Regions from separate parts of the Ovis aries genome. Here region 2 is linked to region 1. The links are chromatin contacts, called in public Hi-C maps. All regions are on one chromosome and are shown on one strand. Each heading gives the region's core, a stretch centred on a gene start, on an enhancer-like site or on the middle of the called end of the contact. The rest is flanking DNA. Distances are from core to core; before and after follow the strand shown.

Evidence for each region. A called contact is a pair of places that touch in the nucleus more often than the background predicts.
Region 2: a contact with region 1 is called in a Hi-C map of liver, with 2.6 times the contacts expected there. The contact joins the promoter of SLC17A4 here to the promoter of SLC17A2 in region 1. A contact is called at or near these places in 2 of 16 Hi-C or Micro-C datasets (liver and mixed tissues).

What each region holds. Positions count from the first base shown.
Region 1 is chr20:30,933,804-30,940,885 of ARS-UI_Ramb_v3.0, forward strand. It overlaps SLC17A2 (solute carrier family 17 member 2), which reads left to right and starts at 5,542. Exons shown (of 11, transcript XM_060403418.1): 1 at 5,542-5,951. LOC132658266 (a long non-coding RNA gene) reads right to left here. Exons shown (of 3, transcript XR_009597645.1): 3 at 1-3,421.
Region 2 is chr20:31,094,199-31,101,160 of ARS-UI_Ramb_v3.0, forward strand. SLC17A4 (solute carrier family 17 member 4) reads right to left here and starts at 5,031. Exons shown (of 13, transcript XM_060403414.1): 1 at 4,991-5,031; 2 at 3,304-3,354. SLC17A1 (solute carrier family 17 member 1) reads left to right here. Exons shown (of 13, transcript XM_060403420.1): 13 at 6,012-6,962.

The sequences.
Region 1 (7,082 bases), core at 4,292-6,791:
AGAGATTGAGAAGGAGACATAAATAAAAACACTGTCTTTTGATTTGCACACCAAAATTTCAAAATTTAAGATTATAGACCTAAAAGAGAGGAGTCAGACTCAACAAATGGAACATGAATTTGCTTTAAGAGAAAATAATTTCAAAGTCAGACAACGATAACTATGTTTGGACTGCTTAAGGAAATAAATGAAATATTAACTTTTAATTAAAATCACCAGGAAATTATGAAACTGAAATACATAGAAATTAAATAAGAAAGGTTGACTATTTTTAAAATTTAGAATTCCTAGGGAAACTATGGGCATTGAAAAAGAAACTTTATTGCTAATAAATTTTTGACTATTATTCTTGCAATGAATTATAGATGAAATACAGTGGAAGAGTATAAGAGCATTTCTTTCTACATAAAGAAGTCTAGTGGGCAACAATCCATGAGCTCACAAAGAATCAGACACGACTGAGCGACTGACAAAGTAGCAATGGGCCAGCATGGGAACTGGTATTATCTGGGAGCCTGATGTAAATGCGAAACCTCAGGCCCACTCCAGACTCACTGAGGTATTTAACAGTTTAGTAAGTTCCCTGTGTAATTCATATGCATGTTAAATTTAAGAAGTGCTATTTTAGGACAGTGGAAGAAAATTTTTTAAGAGATTTGTTCAGAACACAGAACAGAAAGAGAAAGAAAACCATACATATTGAACACATATATGTGTGTACATGTACATACACACAGACAAATGTGTGCATATATATATTCACACACACACAGTTCTATATGCATCAACTATAACTGTTGCTTTTTTTTTTTAGTCACCTTTTTGTTTAGTGTTACAGGTTTCTTTTAGCATCTCACTAGTTACCCAAACCAGATAACCGAAGTTAACAGTCTGGTCTGGCTCACAGAATCTCATACAAAAATACTCAGAGAGTTTTCTTGGGTAAATAAATTAGAAATTGGATAAATAAAAAATTTAGAAAAAGTGAATCCCTTTCTATGTGTTCTACATTTGCTTTACTCATTTAAAATTGCATGACATTGTTCAAGCTTCCAGGTCAAATGATACAGATGCAACTCATCCTTTTAAGCTGTTGCTTAATTTTCTATGATAAGGCTGCATCACAGTGTATTCTGTTAGTCCCACTGATATGCATTTAGGCTATTTCCAGTTTGTCCTTCCATCTTTTCTTCTTCTAGTTGGATTTTTACTGAAATCTGTCTATTAATTCACAGAGGATTAATATATTTATGATATTAAGTTATCCTACCCAATTATATAGTATATAATGCCATTTAGCCAGATCTTGTTTTATGTCTTTTAGTACAATTTTATTGTTTTCTTCCTTTGAATCATACTGTCCTTGTTCAAATAATTCCTTAAAAATTTAGAGTTTTTATGACTATGGAATATTAAAAGTCTCTTTCAATTTCTGTTCTTGGCTAGTTATTTCTGCTGCTGCTGCTGCTGCTACAGAGAAGGCAATGGCACCCCACTCCAGTACTCTTGCCTGGAAAATCCCATGGACGGAGGAGCCTAGTAGGCTGCAGTCCATGGGGTCGAAAGCAATTGATTTTTTTTTAATGTTTGTCATGTTTCCAGTTAGTTGGCCAAATTTCCTTCATGCCTGTGTACTTTAATCCCCAGTGATGTTGAACAATTCTACTTCACCTCACCACGTCTCTATGACCTTGTTCTTTCTGGAAGATCCTTCCTCTATATTATTCCTGGATCTTTCACACCACTCGTGAGGACGAACCACAGACTGCCTCCTCCAGGAGGCCTTCCTCTGACACCCTTGTGTTGACAGGGGTCCTTATTTGTTGTCTCCTAGTGCTTTGTGCACACTTTCTAAAAAAATAATTTTATTTATTTATTTTTATTTTGGGCTGTGCTGGGTCTTCGGGGCCGCTTGGGTTTTCTCTGGTTGTAGAGAGTGGGGGCTACTCTCTAGTTGTGGCGCGCAGGCTTACTGTGGTGGCTTCCCTTGTTGCGGAGCATGAGCTCTAGAGCAAGAGGGTTCCAGTAGTTTCCGCATATGGGCTTCAGTGGTTGCGGTTTCCCAGCCCTGCAGCACAGGCTCAGTAGTTGTGCTCGGGCTTATTTGTACCACGGCCTGTAGGATCTTCTCTGGTCAGGGATCAAACCTGTGTCTCTTGCATTCCCTAAGTCACCAGGGAAGCCCTTTGTGGACGCATGTATTGGTTTTTATTACTTTTCATCCTGGTTGTCTATCTTTGTGTGTAGTCTGATTCTGGATGCCAGACTCTGTGGAGTCATGGGTCAAGTCTTAAACAAATTGATATTCTTGGAAGCTAGCATCCTGTCCGGAACATATAAATTCTCAAAAAACAGTGTGGAATTGAACTTCTCTGACTAGAAACAGTCGGTAATGCCAGACCGAAGAGACTTAACTTTTTAAGATTCTGATATTTTCTGCTACACTACTCTTGATAGTTATAAATAAGTTGTAGGTACTTATTATGGTGCTCACTGAGCTGATTTACACTTTGTTATGTAAAAATCAAGATGGGGGCTAAGGAGTTTGAACCAGCTGCAGAAGTCTTGATTTTTAATGGCAAATGTGACTCAAGAATTCATCTGTTCAGTGAATTCAGTTCAGTTCAGTTCAGTCGCTCAGTCGTGTCCAACTCTTTGCCACCCCATGAATTGCAGCACACCAGGCCTCCCTGTCCATCACCAACTCCCGGAGTTCACTGAAACTCATGTCCATCAGGTTGGTGATGCCATCCAGCCATCTCATCCTCTGTCATCCCCTTTTCCTCCTCCCCATAATCCCTCCCAGCATCAGAGTCTTTTCCAATGAGTCAACTCTTCACATGAGGTGAAGAGTACTGGAGGCCAGAGTACTGGAGGCCAAAGTACTGGAGTTTCATTCAGCTTTAGCATCTTTCCTTCCAAAGAACACCCAGGGATGATCTCCTTTAGAATGGACTGGTTGGATCTCCTTGCAGTCCAAGGGACTCTCAAGAGCCTTTTCCAACACTACAGCTCAATAGCATCAATTCTTGGGCACTCAGCTTTCTTCACAGTCCAACTCTCACATCCATACATGACCACTGGAAAAACCATAGCCTTGACTAGACAGACCTTTGTTGGCAAAGTAATGTCTCTGCTTTTCAATTAATGTCTATTAAACATATACTGTAGACCAGATACTGTACCAAGAGCTATGGATATACCAGTTCTCAAAATACACAAGATTCCTTCAGGGAGCTTTCAAAATCCAACTATAGTATTAAATTTAAACAAAATATGAAGCTTGAAAAATAAATTTTGAATCTTACTGTGGCACTGGACATTGTTGAACACTCCTTCCTTACCATATTTAGTCCTTTTTTGGCAGATCCAGTCTCAAATACTTTTTCCACAAGGGCTGCTACCAGGTCATGCTTTTCAACTGCAGGAAAGAAGGTACTGTTGTTTTAATTCTTCACGGGCTTCCGTCTATGGGGTTGCACAGAGTCGGACATGACTGAAGTGACTTAGCGGCGGCAGCAGCTACTTATATACTTTTGAAAAGTAGACTGTGGTAGGCTGAGTAATGGCATCTGAAGATTTTCACATCCTAATCTCTGGAAACTGTGAATATGTTAACTTGTGTGGTAAAGGGGACTCTGCATATGTGATTAAGGGTTTTGAGACCTGAAGATAATCTAGTATTTTTCAAGTGAGCCCAATATAATTATGGATACAAATTTCCTTATAAAGAGGGAGGTAGGAGGTCAGAGGTAGAAAGATTTGAAGATGTTATGCTGCTGCCTTTAAAGATGGAGGAAGCAGCCATGAGCCAAGGAAGCCAGATGACATGAAAAGCCAGAAAAGTTTAAAAAAAAGAGAAAAAAAGATTCTCCCCTAAAGCCTCCAAGAAGAATGTGGCCCTGATGATATCTTGAGTTTTGGCCCAGTGAAACCCATTTTGCACTTCTGACCTCTAGAATTGTAAGAATAAATCTGTGTTGTGTAATTAATAAGTCAGTAAGTTTGTGGTAATTGACTACAGCAACAATAGAACACTAATACAGAGGAACCAAGTAGCTAAGCTAAAGTGCTAGCCCCAGTTGGCTCCTTGGGGGAGTATGGAGAGATTAACTGGGACAAGTAAACTCAATAAGGCAGTCCGAAGCTAATAAAGGCAGAAACAGCAGGACTTCACCTCATTTTATAAGGGCTGAGAGTCTAACTGGAAATACCCAGTAGCAACTACAGTCCAAAATTTAAGAACCTCAAATAAAACACAAGTGAAGGGACTTCCCTGATGGTCCAGTTGTTAAGACTCCATGCTTCCAGTGTAAGGGGCACAGGTTTGGCCCCTGGTTGGGGAAATAAGATCTCACATGCCTAGTGGTCAATAAATAAATAAAAACCCAAGTACAAGTACTAGGAGTCAAGCAGAGACTGGAGTAGAAAGAGCACAGATAAGAAACAGGAAGGATAGATGCAGGGTAACTTTGTAGTGAGATGTCAGAGTAGCCAAAGTTCACATTTATTAAGCTGTGGACACCAAATGCTTAAGGAAAGCCTAGCTGATTTGTGTGCGTATGTGCTCAGTTGTGTCTGACTCTTTGCAACTGTGTGGACTGTAGCCTCCTCTGTTTAGAGTTCTCCAGGCAATAATACTGGAGTGGGTTGCCATTTCCTTCTCCAGGGGATCTACCCAACTGAGGGATCGAACCCGTGTCTCCTGAATTGGCAGTTAGATTATTTTCCACTGAACCACCTGGGAAGCCCCTAGCTGATTTACAGCACTCTTTAATGGGAGAATATCTCATTTATTGAGGGCCTACTGCCTGCATGCCTGCATGCTAAGTCACTTCATTCATGTCCACTCTGTGTGACTGTATGGACTGTAGCCCTCCAGGCTTGTCCATCCATGGGGATTCTCCAGGCAAAAAGACTGGCGTGAGTTGCCATGTGAGGACCTACTACTGGTTAGCATATGTATTTAATTTTGTTTGCCCAGTAACCCCATGAATTGAACATTATAACCCTTGCTTTACTGAGATTGTTGTTGTTTAGTCACTAAGTCATGTCTGACTCTTGGCGACCCCTTGGACTCTAGCCTGCCAGGCTCCTCTGTCCATAGGATTTCCCAGGCAAGACTACTGGAGTGGGTTGCCATTTCCTTCTCCAGGGGATCTTCCCAACCCAGGGATCGAACCTGAGTCTCATGCATCAGCAAGCAGATTCTTTGCCACTGAACTACCAGGGAAGTTTTACTAAAGCAGAAACCAATACAGAAAAGTTAAATTACTTGTCCAAGGCCACAGAATACACTAGGAAGTGAAGAAGGGGTTAATCTCATCTCTCTAGTTCCAGGAGCCCTGCTCTTTCTTCCATGCCATCCTGCCTTCCTTTCAGGAAAAAAGGCTTGTTGACTTTGTCGGCTGTCTGAAGAGTTCAAAGCAGAAAAACATGGTGTCATCTTTTGAGATACTCATTTTATCAGTGAGAACTTGAAAATGAAGTTAAAAATTAAGCGGCAAAGCCAACCTCAGGCTCTCTGCTCTGAGAATGTACGGCTAAACCTGATTCAGTCTGTCTGCCATGTGACACATATTTATCCTTGTGAAATTGTGGAATTATTTGAAAAGGAAGAAGGGATGAAAATGCCTTCTTTCTTAAAGGTAGCCTTATAGTCTAGAGCTTACAATACTGGTTTAATGGTGAAGGTAAGTACATTTCTTCTTTTTGGGTTGGAAGATAATTACTAATCAGAGATCTGTTAAAGCGAGGGAACAGTTTGAGGGGAAGTCAGAGCACTGTCAGCAGCATAAGGATCTCCCTCTGGGAATGGTTCCTGGTTTCAAAATGAAGAAGAGACTTTCTAAAAAAAACGCAATCGATTCAATCAAGATCCTAGAGCAAGACTTGAGAGGCCACCAGTGCCAATGGACTCTGTGGACAATGGTCACTTCTCCAAGGATTCCGTGAGTATTTACTGCAACACCTTGATGAGTCAGACAGGCTTCGGCTGCAGAATAACATACTGGATCAGAACTAACAAGGTTTGGGGTTGGGGACTGTGACTCATGGAGAAGACAATGGCAACCCACTCCAGTACTCTTGCCTGGAAAACACCATGGACAGAGGAGCCTGGTAGGCTGCAGTCCATGGGGTTGCTAGGAGTCAGAACGACTTAGCGACTTCACTTTCACTTTTCACTTTCATGCATTGGAGAAGGAAATGGCAACCCATTCCAGTATTCTTGCCTGGAGAATCCCAGGGACAGGGGAGCCTGGTGGGCTGCCATCTATGGGATCGCACAGAGTCGGTCGGACATGACTAAAGTGACTTAGCAGCAGCAGCAACTGTGACTCATTAGCCTTTTCAGATTTCTGTATATAGTTGAAATTGTCTCTCAGAAACAGGAGAATATGAACAAAGTTGTGAATAAGGTTGAGGCAAGAAAACTTGTATACTTGTGGAGATCACCTGGTTTGTGGCCTTCATTGTGTAACTGAGGAAAGATGTCCACAGAGATTGTGGTTGGTACCTGTCAGTGCTATGATGGGAAGCCAGGGGCAAAGACCCACGGAAGGTGCCCTCTCCCAACCTGCCCAGGGAAATTCCCAATTCCATAGCATAGATGGACTCATATAGGCATAGCCTGTGGTCATTGCTTGGAGGAAAGGTGCTCAGGCACTCCTGTGTCATCTTTTACAAGTGGAGCTGAGTTCCCTGTGGGCAGGGCCCCAGTTGCACCTTAATTTTGATATAATCCTGCCTTCTAAGATTACCCAGTATTAGTGCTTGGTACACATTTTTTTCTTCATGATTACACACATATGAATTAACAGCATGATGTAAAGGATCTACTGAAATAAATAATTTTATTCTCGAACTGCGAATCTTTCAGAAAGGTAAATAAGTGATAAAAAGAGGTCTCAGTTTTACTAACATGGGAGAAATTGCTTCTCTGCATGTTATCTGATGTTTGTAGCAAGACAGATCCCTTCCTCCTCCACCTTCTAGATTCTAGTCCAGAAGAACCCAGCTCTAAAGGGAAGCATTTAAGACCAATTTAGCAATCAATCAAAAGCATTTTTATAGAAGGATAT
Region 2 (6,962 bases), core at 3,781-6,280, 160 kb after region 1:
ACAGAGAAAGAGAATAAGAAGCCAAACCAAATCTTCCACCACCACCCTCCCCAGCCAGACCCAAGCTGGAGATAAGGAGAAGTTCTGCTTCTAGATAAAATTTGGAAGTTGTATGCTTTTCATCAGACTGGAGCTATGAATTATCACATGAGATTATTTGGAGGCTGAAAATAACCAATGGCTTGTTCACTCTCTGAAAATGATCAGAAAAGTTATGGAGCTGAGCAGACGTAAAGGGAAGTGAGGGCAGAGCAGGAGTTGCCTGTAAAATAAAATTTCTAATTTCTCTCGATGGAGTACTACCTTAATTAACATAAGAGCATGGATATATCTGATTCTTTGATGATATTGTTTTTAAGTGTAAATGGAAACACTGCACAATGTCTGTGTTGTGCACATCACAACTACAGTGGGTAGCGATTAATTAATACAACAGTTGCCTCATTACATCATTTTAAAACAGAGATTATAGACCAAGGAGCCCTCTAGTCCATGTTGAAATTCAGAAACAAATTGAAACTTGAATTGGAATTCAAATCATTGCTCACTGGCAAAATAGAGTGGGCCTGATAACTGACATGAAACCTGTCACAAGAAGGGACTGAATATCCCAATATAACACTGTCGCTCAGATCATGAACTCCTTATTGCCAAATTCAGACTTAAATTGAAGAAAGTAGGGGAAACCACTAGACCATTTAGGTATGACCTAAATCAAATCCCTTATGATTATACAGTGGAAGTGAGAAATAGATTTAAGGGCCTAGATCTGATAGATATAGTGCCTGATGAACTATGCAGTGAGGTTCGTGACATTGTACAGAAGACAGGGATCAAGACCATCCCCATGGAAAAGAAATGCAAAAAAGCAAAATGGCCTTCTGGGGAGGCCTTACAAACAGCTGTGAAAAGAAGAGAAACAAAAAGCCAAGGAGAAAAGGAAAGATATAAGCATCTGAATGCAGAGTACCAGAGAATAGCAAGAAGAGATAAGAAAGCCTTCTTCAGCTATCAGTGCAAAGAAATAGAGGAAAACAACAGAATGGGAAACACTAGAGATCTCTTCAAGAAAATTAGAGATACCAAGGGAACATTTCACGCAAAGATGGACTCTATAAAGGACAGAAATGGTATGGACCTAACAGAAGCAGAAGATATTAAGAAGAGGTGGCAAGAATACACAGAAGAACTGTACAAAAAAGATCTTCAAAACCCAGATAATCACAATGGTGTGATCACTCATCTAGAGCCAGACATCCTGGAATGTGAAGTCATGTGGGCCTTAGAAAGCATCACTGCAAACAAAGCTAGTGGAGGTGATGGAATTCCAGTTGAACTATTTCAAATCCTGAAAGATGATGCTGTGAAAGTGCTGCACTCAATATGCCAGCAAATTTGGAAAACTCAGCAGTGGCCACAGGACTGGAAAAGGTCAGTTTTCATTCCAATCCCAAAGAAAGGCAATGCCAAAGAATGCTCTAACTACCAAACAATTGCACTCATCTCACATGCTAGTAGAGTAATGCTCAAAATTCTCCAAGCCAGGCTCCAGCAATACGTGAACCGTGAACTTCCTGATGTTCAAGCTGGTTTTAGAAAAGGCAGAGGAACCAGAGATCAAATTGCCAACATCTGCTGGATCATGGAAAGTTCCAGAAAAACATCTATTTCTGCTTTATTGACTATGCCAAAGCCTTTGACTGTGTGGATCACAATAAACTGTGGAAAATTCTGAAAGAGATGGGCATACCAGACCACCTGACCTGCCTCTTGAGAAACCTGTATGCAGGTCAGGAAGCAACAGTTAGAACTGGACATGGAACAGCAGACTGGTTCCAAATAGGAAAAGGAGTATGTCAAGGCTGTATATTGTCACCCTGCTTATTTAACTTCTATGCAGAGTACATCATGAGAAACACTGGGCTGGAAGAAACACAAGCTGGAATCAAGATTGCCGGGAGAAATATCAATAACCTCAGATATGCAGATACCACCACCCTTATGGCAGAAAGTGAAGAGGAGCTAAAAAGCCTCTTGATGAAAGTGAAAGAGGAGAGTGAAAAAGTTGGCTTAAAGCTCAACATTCAGAAAACGAAGATCATGGCATGCAGTCCCATCACTTCATGGGAAATAGATGGGGAAACAGTGGAAACAATGTCAGACTTTATTTTTTTGGGCTCCAAAATCACTGCAGATGGTGATTGCAGCCATGAAATTAAAAGATGCTTACTCCTTGGAAGAAAAGTTATGACCAACCTAGATAGCATATTGAAAAGCAGAGACATTACTTTGCCGACTAAGTTCCGTCTAGTCAAGGCTATGGTTTTTCCAGTGGTCATGTATGGATGTGAGAGTTGGACTGTGAAGAAGGCTGAGCACTGAAGAATTGATGCTTTTCAACTGTGGTGTTGGAGAAGACTCTTGAGAGTCCCTTGGACTGCAAGGAGATCCAACCAGTCCATTCTAAAGGAGATCAGCCCTGGGATTTCTTTTGGAAGGAATGATGCTAAAGCTGAAACTCCAGTACTATGGCCACCTCATGCAAAGAGTTGACTCATTGGAAAAGACTCTGATGCTGGGAAGGATTGGGGGCAGGAGGAGAAGGGAACGACAGAGGATGAGATGGCTGGATGACATCACTGACTTGATGGTCGTGAGTCTGAGTGAACTCCGGGAGTTGGTGATGGACAGGGAGGCCTGGCGTGCTGCAATTCATGGGGTCGCAAAGGCTCGGACACTACTGAGCGACTGAACTGAACTGAATTACCCCTTAGGGCAATTAGTTCAAAGACATAGCATTCAGTGTAATGTTTTTTCCCAAAGGTTATACCTATCCGTGAGCTTCCCAGGTGGCTCAGTGGTAAAGAATCCGCCTGCCAGTGCAGAAGACTCAGGTTCAACCCCTGGGTTGGGAAGATCTCCTGGAGGAAGAAATGGTAACCCGCTCCAGTACTCCTGCCTGGGAGATCCCATGGACAGAGGAGCCTGGCTGGCTACAGTCCATGGGGTCACAGAAGAATCAGATATGGCTTAGTGATTATATAATGACAGTACCTAGCAGGACTCTTCTAATGTACCAGCACCTGAAAGTTCACTGACCACTAGTTCATTGACTCTGTAAATATTTGTTGAACCAATAAGTGGAATATTTTGCTACCTTAGCTCTTTCTCTTGCATTTATGACTGAAGGACTTAGTTTTCATTAAACTTCCCCTCTCCATACTTATTGTTACAGAAGTGCTCACTAGTTTTTCTGGTAACCAGCAATAATGTCAGCATATTGTCCACACCTGCATCCCTTACCCTGTATCTGCTTTGTCCCAGTTTCCACTGCCTTGTTGACTCCTGCAAAGTCTCCAGGAGAGGCACAAAATGAAAAAAAGAAGTAAAAATGACATTTGGCATGAAGATAATGGCAGTAGTACTGACAACAACTTAGTAACCAGCGTCACTTTGCCAAATCTAACTACTTTACCTGGTTGTGTGCGGAAGTTATATCCAAGCTGAAATGGGAATAGTGAGAAAGAGGCAGCTCTGAGCAAGGGCATTCCAGGCAAAGAAACAAAGCAAGCTTGTCCAACAGGACCAGGGCAGAGTGAGTGAGAAGGTCAGCGGCGGGAGATGAGATCAAAGTGGTGGTTGAGGACACACCATGTGGGGTCCTGTGGGTAGGTAAGGGGACTGGATTTGTCTTGGCTGCTATAGGGGGGGACATGGTCTACAAGGGCCAAGACTGGGAACCAAGAGACTTGAGAAGAGGCTGTCATAGTTACTATTCAAGAGTTAATGGTATCTGGGCTGGGCTGTCGTGGGGATCTGTTTTGGAGCCAGAGTCAAGAAGAATTGCTCATGAGGTGGATAGGAGGATAAGGAAAAGGGGAGATTTTTGGGGAGACTTCTAGAATTATGGCTTGAGTGAGTGAATGGTGCTGTGCACTCAGTGGCAGTAGGGAGATAAGCAAGAGGAGAGCAAGTTTCCAGAATAAAAACAGGAGTTTCATTTTGGACATGTTGGGTTTGAGTTCCCTGTTTGATCCAGAAGGGAAGACTACCAAATAGGCAGTGTGTCTATGAGTTGGTAGTTCAGGACAGAGGGCCCAAGTAGAAATATAAATTTGAAAGTCATCAGCCTTATCTATTTACTTGGAGACAGAAAATGAGGAAGAACTAGCAAAAAAAATTTGGGCCATTCATTCCTGTATCAATTTCCTGTCACTTTCTCTGGCCGAGATTGTTTCTGTGTCTATTACTTTTGCATTAAATATATCCTGGTCTTCTGCCATTGATTAGTTCACTGTAGAATGAGGCTCTTCCTTAAGGTACCAGGCAGAGCTATTAATAGCAGAAATGTTATCTTTGTCTGGTCTCAGCACTGAGCATTTCCTGTATATAAGAACAGTTCGTGGCTCTTATTCAGAGGCCCCAAATTAAAGTTCTCTGCCCCAAACTCTTCACTCATTACCTACTTCCCAAAGCCTTGTGGGATTTCATTTTGTTTTACTTTTCCCTCATGCATAAATTAATTGGAAAGGTCAAGTCTGTTTGGTTATTTGATCTGTTAGCCCCTAAGAAATCTCCCTCTGCCAGAATTTATGTTTATTGTCTCACCATAGACATGACCGATTTTTTTTAAATTAATGCATCCCATAAAAACAGGCCCAGTTTAGGAATCTTAAACTACAGGCTATCTAGTCTAATTCCAATAAATGGGTGATATTAACTCTAAAAAATATAATTTTAAATTATTGATTTGCTTCCATGTCTCTGTAGCCATCCTTTTGGATAATTTTATTCCCAGTTTTATTCCCTGGAGTTCTGGGACCCTGGTTTCTTTTAGGTAAAGGTAACATCCTTTCTCACTTTTCAGAATTATCTCAGGAAAAGTCTCTTCCCCACCCCCAAAACAGCAAACTAAGCAGCTCTCTATGGGAAAACCCATTCTCATCATCTCAAAAGCAGAATATTAAAGAACAAAAGATGGAAGGCTCACCGGAGGGAGGTGGACTACAGGATCCTCATTCCATTCAAACTGATTTCTCTAAACATTCCCAAATTTCCTAGTAGTCTCTAGGAGATAAATGATTACCCTAAGCCTTTAGCCCTTGTGTTACCAAAGGGGAGAAGTTTATTGGCGTAATGGTTTAATTTTAACTTTACTTTCATTGTCTCACTGACAAGGAGATCGAGCTTATTAAATCCTGCTCATGCTTCAAGCGCAGATGAGGCCACCACCCTCATCCCTGATATTCCGCTTGGAATAGATGCTCCTTATAGGAGCCTGACAGCCCATGCTCCTTGTTTAAGCGCTGGTGCCTTATGAAGTGGCTCAGGGTTATTATATTCTTCATGAGAAGGGGTATGTCTTGTCCCTTCTAAGTCCTCTCTCTGTCACCCTCCTGTTTAATACAACTGGGCTCTCCAGAGTAGAGACTTAATATATTTTAGTTAACTTTAATGATTTTTGTGGTTTTCTGATTATATCTATTTGCACAAAGCCACTGAGTTTTCTGTGAAAATAGACACCATGTGATTCTTCTCCCTTTTTTTAATTTAATTTTTTAATTGAAGAATAATTGCTTTACAGAATTTCCTGGTTTTCTATCATGCATCAACAAGAATCTGTTCCCTTTTGTAACAAAATATTTCATAAGACTCAGGCAAGCTTGTCTGTTTGCTCATCTCTGATTCTCTCTCTTTAAATTGAACTTTATTTGATTTACAATACTATACTAGTTTCAAGTGTACAGCATAATAATTCAATATTTTATAGATTATACTCCATCAGTTCAGTTCAGTCGCTTAGTCGTGTCCAACTCTTTGTGACCCCATGAACTGCAGCATGCCAGGCTTCCCTGTCCATCATCAACTCCCAGAGTTTACTCAGATTCATGTCCATCACGTCGGTGATGCCATCCAACCATCTCATCCTCTGTCGTCCCCTTTCCTCCTGCCCCAAATCCCTCCCAGTATCAGGGTCTTTTCATGAGTCTTTTTTTTTTTTTTTGCATCAGGTGGCCAAAGTATTGGAGTTTCAGCTTCAACATCAGTCCTTCCAGTGAACACCCAGGACTGACCCTCTTCAGGATGGACTGGTTGGATCTCCTTGCAGTCCAAGGGACTCTCAAGAGTCTTCTCCAACACCATAGTTCAAAAGCATCAATTCTTTGGCACTCAGCTTTCTTTACAGTCCAACTCTCACATCCATACATAACTACTGGAAAAACCGTAGCCTTGACTAGATGGACCTTTGTTGGCAAAGTAATGTCTCTGCTTTTTAATAAGCTGTCTAGTTTGGTCATAGCTTTTCTTCCAAGGAGCAAACATCTTTTAATTGCATGGCTACAGTCATCATCTGCAGTGATTTTGGAGCCCCCCAAAATTAAGTCTGTCACTGTTTCCATTGTTTCCCAGTCTATTTGCTATGAAATGATGGGACCAGATGCCATGATCTTAGTTTTTGAATGATGAGTTTTAACCCAGCTTTTTCACTCTCCTCTCTCACTTTCATCAAGAGGCTTAGTTCTTTTTCACTTTCTGCCATAAGGGTGGTGTCATCTACATATCTGAGATTATTGATATTTCTCCCAGCAACCTTGATTCCAGCTTGTGCTTCATCCAGTCCAGCATTTCTCAAGATGTAATCTGCATACAAGTTAAATAAGCAGGGTGACAATATACAGGCTTTACGTACTCCTTTCTCAATTTGGAATTGGTCGGTTGTTCCATGTCCAGTTATAATTGTTGCTTCTTGACCTACATACAGATTTCTCAAGAGGCAGGTCAGGTGGTCTGGTATTCCCTTCTCTTTAAAAATTTTCAACAGTGGAAGTAACAAATAGATTCAAGGGATTAGATCTGATAGAGTGCCTGAAGAACTATGGACAGAGGTTCACAACATTGTACAGGAGCTCATCTTGGATGATCAAGACCATCCCCAAGAAAAAGAAATGCAAAAAAGGCAA